Linked DNA regions of Mus musculus: region 2 is linked to region 1. The links are chromatin contacts, called in public promoter capture Hi-C maps. All regions are on one chromosome and are shown on one strand. Each heading gives the region's core, a stretch centred on a gene start, on an enhancer-like site or on the middle of the called end of the contact. The rest is flanking DNA. Distances are from core to core; before and after follow the strand shown.

What was found. Promoter capture Hi-C pulls out the DNA fragments that hold promoters and counts their contacts.
Region 2: a contact with region 1 is called in a promoter capture Hi-C map of liver, with 3 times the contacts expected there. The contact joins the promoter of Habp2 here to the enhancer-like site in region 1. A contact is called at or near these places in 3 of 39 promoter capture datasets (hippocampal neurons and liver) and 2 of 9 other capture datasets (adipose tissue and macrophages).

The regions. Positions count from the first base shown.
Region 1 is chr19:55,119,710-55,123,649 of GRCm38.p6, forward strand. It overlaps a transcript of Gpam not described here. Among named protein-coding and RNA genes, the nearest start is that of Gm31418, 5.5 kb to the right of the region's middle. Within about 2 kb of position 2,307, at least 66 of the 459 cell types and tissues checked have an H3K27ac peak or open chromatin away from gene starts, as enhancers often do. A contact at or near this core is called in liver, where this site is marked.
Region 2 is chr19:56,286,234-56,290,173 of GRCm38.p6, forward strand. It overlaps Habp2 (hyaluronic acid binding protein 2), which reads left to right and starts at 1,679. Exons shown (of 13, transcript NM_001329935.1): 1 at 1,679-1,819. The coding sequence starts at 1,763. It overlaps Gm32257 (a long non-coding RNA gene), which reads right to left and starts at 2,437. Exons shown (of 5, transcript XR_877947.3): 1 at 2,324-2,437.

The DNA of each region.
Region 1 (3,940 bases), core at 1,057-3,556:
AAGAAAGGTTCCAGAAGACAACAACCCAAAGCCAGGCAGCAAGCCAACATCCAGCACTCACCTGCAGGCTGTTGTTGCTTCATGGTTGCTGATCAACCCAGTACTGAAGTCAAAGAAAACTAGTAACTAAACAGGCAAGTTAAAAATAGTAGCAGCCAAAGGTCACATAGATTAAGGTAGAAAGTTGCAGAAAATAGTTGCCTCTGAAAGAGATTAGTTCAATGTATCAAATTATCCCCAACTCCACCCACTGTGGTACATGCCAAGAGATGTGTTGAGTCCCGAGGGAGAGAGGTGGGCCAACAGCGATAGAAAAGCATCTATCTGTATGATAGATAAACAAGTCTAGTTCCAAGCAGCTCTCCATCCAAGCATGAGCTTTTGTGTGTGTGGCTGCTGCAGCACAGACGACCGTGTGAAGGTGGCTGAACCCACCTTACAGACTTGAGTAAGATCTTATTTTAAACAACAGCTAACCTAGAAAGATCCAACTGCAGCCCAATTACCTGGACACTACTACTTAGCTTATTGGAATCTGCGTTGCCTGGTGTGTATTTCCTGTTTTTCCCTCAAGCACTGGTGAGCGGGGCTGGCAGTGCTCTGAAACACACTGCAAGTGATGACACAACCAAACGTCTCTGACATCCTAGGTACCCAGAGCAGATCTACCTCAACCTCAGCAGCCACCCCAGGCCAGGGTGCCAGCAGCTTTTACAGCCATCTCTAAGCAATACCTAGGAGGAAGCCGACAATCCAGGTTACCACAACTCCTTTTATCTTGAAATACCGATAAAAAATTAAGCAGTCCAATAACGCAGGGTACCAATGGCTTTTATTTCCACTGCTGCCTGAAACAGTAATTCCCTTTTAGAATTTCATGAGTTTGGCCCAGAAAGGAGATACTCGAGGCATTAAACATACAGGAGCCTGGGACACCAAGAAGGCAGTAGCTTCTATTTAAGGGTCTGACTGACACAGCCAGCTGAGTGTCATAGGAAGTGATAAAAACTGAATATATCCCTGTCCCTAGGCCAGTCTGGGAAATCAGGCGCTATGAAATGCATTCCCAAACGTATTAGCCTCAGTGTCGCGCAAGCAGTCTGTTGGACAAGACTTGTGAGATAACGTAGGGGTTTTTTTATTGTACCAGGCACTGTATTAACATAAACTATCAATGGGTAAACACCATCACCTGATAAAAAGAATGTTTTCCACCCCACTGAGCATGAAAGACAGACTCTTAAAAAGCACAAGTCCTAACGTTGTATATGCATAGCTGTATTTAAAACCCACTTGGGGGGGCGGGGAGGATGCAGCTGTCAGTATTTGCCACCTCATGCTGAATGTGGTGGTGTTGAGGTTTGGTCTGCTGCTATGTCTTGTAATGCAAAAACTCTATCCCAAGGTCTAGCTGCCTCCAGATGGTGAACTCTCTTGTATGCCAGCTTTTGTGGTGCAAACCTTGCTCTGTAATTTACAACTATTGGTTAAAATAAGATGCCTACGGTCTTTAGCTGGACCGAGAGAGGTGGGCAGGGCTTCTCATGTCAGGCTTGGGATCTGAGGCAAAGACCATGGGGAGAGAGGAGGAAGGAGGAGGAAGGTACCCTGGGGTTGGTGGATCATGAGCACACGAGTCTGTTGTAGGAACAGACCAGGTATAGCCTGGCAAGTGATATCTCGGAGATAATTGAAACAGACAAAAGAAACAAGAAACAGACAAAATAACACAAAGGGTTGATCTCTGTTCAGCTCTAAAACTTATTATAAATACAAAGCTTCTTGTGTTTCTTGGTTACTAAATTATCTAAGGTGGGATAAAAACCCACAAATAATATTCACCACAGCATGATGGTGCACACATTCTAGTTCTGCCCCTGGGACGGCAGAGACAAGCAGATGCCTGGAGTTCACTCTCCAGCCAGTCTTGCCTAATTGGCTGGCCCTGGGTCCTAGTGAGAGACTATGTCTCAAAAGGTAGGCGGATACTGCCTGAGGTACAACACTTGACCTTAGCCTACACATTCACATCCTTACACATATACCTGGACACATGTGGTCACACACACACACACACACACACACACACACACACACACATACACCCCTTGCAAATTTATCCTTAGTTTACTGGGAAAGGCATTGCCTATGTAAATCTATGAGTGTTAGGAACCACTAGAGATTGCTGGAGAAATAGCTTAGAGGCTCAGCTAAGAAAGAAGACAAACTACGACAAGGGCAGAGAAGGGAGTGAAGGTCAAAGTAGAGACACGGTTGCCCCGTGACACACTGCACTGTTCCACTCTCCAATGTCACATGCAGTTCCTGTTAGTGACCTGTCCCCTCTTCTGGGATGTGAATTCCTTAAATGGAGTGGCTCTGCCTTGTTGCAGAGTCCTGGGACTAATTAGAGGTGGGTCAGGGATGTTGGCCTACTGACGGGGTGCTGAGGAAGCAAAGTGCTAAGGACCCAAAGTGATGCTTATCAGACCCACGACACATTCTCTGTTATCTAAGGGTGCCCGCTATGCTGCCTGGTGTGGGGAATTCCACCCATCCAGCAAGCTCACCCTAAGCATCAGTGTACAAGACAATAACATGTGATTCAGTAGGGACTAAGAGTGTGGCAAAGTGCTTGGGGATTTGTAAACAAAATCTCAGCATCTCTTACAAGTCCCATGGAGCTCCATCTGGGAGAGGGGAGGGGGAGCCAGCCTTCTGCTGCTGCCTGGTCCCCTGGCTTTCATTTTCCCAGGCCCTTGTTCTTCCAAGTTGCTACTTGGAATTGACTCAAAATACATAGCGTTACCAGCAATGTTCAAGTAGCCCATGACAACTACCCCTCCTCTGCAGAGAGGCTAGCGTAAGGGTTCACTGGGAAAGGGACGCCCTGGCCTAGGGTGGAGCAATCTATGTGATTGGTGGTGGTGGTAGTAGGGGTGCCATGTTTTTCTTTAGTTTGGTTTGGGTGTTTGTTTGCTGTTTTGGGGGTTGGGGAATGGTTGACTGCCTTGGTTTGTGGCAAGACACTTGAAGCCCAATACACAGCCACGCCCCCATTCTGGGTGGAGACAAAGCAAAGCTTTGAAGTGAGGTCAGTGTAGTGAGACAGCCAGAAGGGTAGGAAAGGCAAAAGCCAGGCCTGTGGCAGCATCTGCTGTCACTGGGGCCCCTGAGGAAGCACCCAGGAACAGGGACTGGGTGCTCTCATTATCACACCCAGCATGACACCCCAGAACCCCATTCCACATCTAAGTGCAATTGAAGAACTGGATGGCACTGAAGTGGGGTGGATCGGGTTCTGGGAACTGAATGTTGACAATGGACAACCCCCACCCCACCCCCTGCAATGTTACTGTCAAGTTCTCCAGAATGGAGAGAGAGAGGCAGGCGTGCGGTTGCCTTGGAGAATAATGGGCCATCTGAACTGCCTTTGGAAATCTCCTGGTGTAGAGTTCCTCTGCACAGCTTCTTTGTTCCTTTCTCAACATTTGATCCTCTGAGTGCCCATCCAATGAGGAGTTTAAAATCCAGAATACAAGTGCCGAGTGTTCTGGGCCTTGAATTCACAGTGCTGGTCCGTCCTGCCAGTAATTGTTTCCTTCGAGCATCTTTGGCTAAAACAACCAGGCCCCAGCGAGGTCTCTTTACCCCTTGTGCCCAGAAAGCAATGGTCAGGGCTTGACTAAGGCAGGAGTGAGGCCCCAGATAGGGAAAAGGAAATGAAGAGAGTTGATTGGCTGTCAGAGACTGGGTGGAGGCGTGGTGAGGGTCAGCGGTGCAGACCCCTACTGGAAAGGCGGGGAGGCTCCTTCTGCGTGGCTCAGGAGCCCGAGGCCTGCAGTCCTCCTTTCATCCCTAACCTTCCAACTGCCTTCCTGGCCACTGTTTTTGTCTGGGAAATATGCTAACCAAGTTTTTAAAGCGCACTCTCTAATGT
Region 2 (3,940 bases), core at 429-2,928, 1.2 Mb after region 1:
TGAACTCCCACCATCACCTCCCTGTCTCCTTAAAGCTTCTGCCTGTGTGGTTTCTATTCCACTGACTGCTTCTCCATCTTTTATGCTTACCGCCAACTAAAGTTAGCTGATTTGCCTTTCCAATCTCAACCTGCTCCTTAAGAATGAAGCTCGAAGCCTGGGGGGTGGGGTTTGGTAGGTAAAGGGTCCTGAATTTGGATCCCTAGCACCCACAGCAAAGCTAGGCATGGCTGTCACACCTGTGACCTCAGCATGGGGAGATGGAGACAGGAAAGATCCCACACACTTGCTGGCCAGACTCTCTCTCTCTCTCTCTCTCTCTCTCTCTCTCACGCACACACACACACACACACACACACACACACACACACACTCTCTCTCTCTCTCTCTCTCTCTGCTTTTTCACAGTCAATTTGGTCTTCACACGGATCTGCTCCTACTTACTCCTGGGATGTTCATCTTGAGACAAATACCCAACTGTTCAACCGATTGTTCACCTACTTGTTCATGTCCCCCACCTAAATCTACTGAGTGTCCACCTATCTTAGGAGCTCACTCTTCATCTCCCTCAGCCTCATGAACATTCCATCAAAGGGGGCAGAGAGAGAAGAGATATTGATGGGATCGTAGATGTTCTCCTCATGACAGCTTTGTGAAGTTTGCATAGCAAAACCCATCTAGTGAGCGGCTTTGACTTCAGGTTCCTTCACAGGGCCTGTGGGGCTCACCACCATGGTCACTGGCTTCCAGAGGGAGGAGCAGCCTCTGGCTGAGCACCGTGAGTGCATGTGACCTGTGGGGTGGCTGACGTAAGCATCAAGCACGAGTCATTTGGCACCATTTCAAGCCTACATTGAAGAACCAGGTTGGAGGATTGCTGGAGCCTATACATAGATTATTGTGGACAGACAGGAGCGTGGGATCCGCTCTAGCTGAGATCGATTGAGTCCACAAGAATCTATCCTTCCCAGGTCATTTCTGCTTCTGTAGCCTGCCTGCAACCTGTGCTGCTAGGTAAGGAGCAGTGGGAACAATTGTCCCAAAGATGAGAACCACGGCTGTTTATCCTCCCCCTGGTCAAAGAAAGTCTCCAACTAAAGGGGGGGAAATAATTAAAAGTAAAAGCCTTATGTAATGAGATTTAAAAGAAAACTTTTGAAGCCAACAAGCTGCTGTGGGCAGCACTTCAAAGGGCCCAGGATCAATGTTTGTCAATAACAGTTTGGCATTCTTTAATTTATCGTTCATGAATATAAAGTGGGATGTTATTAGGAGCCCGTCCATGTCTTAGTTCTGCTTGAGATTTGGAGATCAGAAATCTAGCAGTAATCTCAGAGGTGGCAGAGGTTCTTGTCCGATCTGGAGTCCTTTATCCTGTGGTTAAGACGCCGCCCATACATCCAGACCTACAGCATTGAACATTCCCTAGCTCCTACCTGCACCCACAAGCCATGCGGCTCTTTATTTTGTCTGCTATCTTTGGAGACTTTTTTTTTTTTTTTTTTTTTTTTGCCTAAGACAAGGCACCCCTTGACTCTGCCCAACCCCCAAGTTGCCATTTGTTTAATCAAGATAGTTGGTTTGCAAAACATTAAACAGTATTTGATGCCTAGTTAATAATTTGCATCCTCTCCATTCGTTCCGGAATCCCTCGAGACTGACATTCCCCACCCCCCAGCCCCCACCCCAAAGGAATAGACAAGAAGAGAAACTGCAGAGGGAGAGAACAGAGAGGCCTTCAACTACACAGATATTTGTCAGGATGTTGGTGTTCCGTGTCCTGCTGCTAATCGCCCTGGTGGGGAAGTCAGTCATTGGGGTAAGTGGTCACCTCACGTTTCTTTGGTTGAGAGACTCTAAGGATTTTAGCAAAAATCAAACCATCTGGGTTAGAAGCAAGGGAAATCTTAAATTGGGAAAGGCTGGTGTTGCCAAGTTGTGTGTGTCCTGACCACAAGAGCTAAAACAGGCTGAATCACGGACTTCTGGGCAGTCAGTTTTACAATGACATGTGTGTGATATGAACTCTGTGGCAAAGCCTCCATGAATTCGTCCCCACAGAGGTGACTAAGGCACACAAGTACTCTGTATCGTGGATGAAATCTGGCATGCGCCTCGGAAATCCTCTGAGAAGTCCTGTCCCTAGGAGACTAGATTAGGGTCTCAGCCTTAGCTCACATGTCAGATTATCTATTATCTGGGGCTGACATAAGGACTCCTGAGCTTTGACCTCAGGGGGATACCCTGGTGGCTGAAATGAACCCAGCAGAGGGTTCACTTAGCTGCCTTCGATTTGTGGAGAAGCTCCATGGCTAATACTTACTCTTCTTTTTCCCATGACCACAGTAGATGAGACAGGGAAGATGAGCCAGGGCCCCAGGGAGCTTGTGGTGAGCCAGAAAGGGAAACGCTGTAGAGGGACTTTGGCCAGGGCTCTGAGACCTTTGGGTTGAATGAATAATAGAGATGCTGGCCTAGCTAAGCAAGGAACACACTGGCTATGGACCGAGGCTTGAGTGTTGAGCCTTGGAGCCAGAAACAGTGTTGATTTTGTCACAGCATAACTGAGGAATATATAGCCATAATAATACCGCCCCCCCCCCCCGCCCCAAGCCTCCAAGAAATCACCAACAACCAACTGCTCTTGTGGTAGAGGTCATGGCAACAAAAGGTTGCAGACATGGCGGCTTCCAGTAAACCGTAGCTCTTTCTGCTTTTGTTTTTCTTTGTGGTGCTGCTGGTGATCAAACCCAAGATCTTTATCTTGTGTGCTAGGCAAACTCTTTACTGGGAAGCCAATCCCCACCCCAGAGTCAGTTCTACTCCGAGAAAATGCCCAAACTGAGCGTAAGTCCCCTATGAAAATCAGAGCACAGTCCCTTTGACGAAGAGGCATGGAAGAGAGATGGGAGAGGGTGGGAGTCACTGTAAACTTCTTGCATCCAGTTAAGCACTTTTGAATTGGATTTCCCTTTCAGGGTGTTTCCTGAGGGAATGGAATTAAATTACAGCCTTGCTTATTAGCTTGTCCATAAGAGAATGGTTACACCTCGGCCTGAGTTAGCTCAGCTCAGCTGCCTTCCGTAGTCCCAGGTTCAGTTGCCCAAGCGATTTGCTTTAGAAAGGAATTTCTTTCCAAACTATGGGGTGGTGGCTGCAATCATAGATAGCTACCAAACCCGGTGATCTGATCTTATAATTTCTTGATGGGCACCTGGGCCTAAGAAAGAGCAGCTAACCCACAGGTGTACAAAAAGGCAGGGGAAATTATCAGAGGCCCAGAGAGAACTCCAGCGGAAAACAACCGAGCCTAAAGTTTGTAGGCAGGAAGGGATGACACAATGATTGATGTTCACAAAAGGATAATATCACCCCAGCCCCAACCCTCCCACACACCTTATTTTTTTTTGTAAGATCCAGGGAATTTTTATGATTATCAATGAAACTGTAAGTCAATAATGGATAAAAGGAAACATTTGAGGGCTAGCCTCTGGGCAATGAGCTTAGTCGAGTCCAAGGAGAGAACTCGCAGTCTTCGCCTGTTTTCTCACCCAGATGTGTGCCAAACAGGTGGTTGGGGCGTCTTTTCATGTTCCACAGGCTGGCGCACTACATCTAGGGCAAAGCAGCCAAGTTGGATGCTTGGGAGAGTTTCGGGTTTCATCGGGGACAAAGCCACATAGCCTGATGGGCTGAGTGACCTTTTCTGCATACATAGCTAAAAATAATAACCAGTTGTCTTTCAGAACTCAGGGGGTTGAGGCGGGAGGATTATGAATTCCAAGCCACTCTTGGCTATATAGTGAGCTCCATGGGCCAGCTTGTCCTATATAACCAGATCCTGTATCAATAATGTAATGATAATAATGAACTGATAGCACGTAGTAGAGTCAGTCCCCAGTGCTAGCCCCTAGGTTTGCCATGGATTGGTTTACTGCCA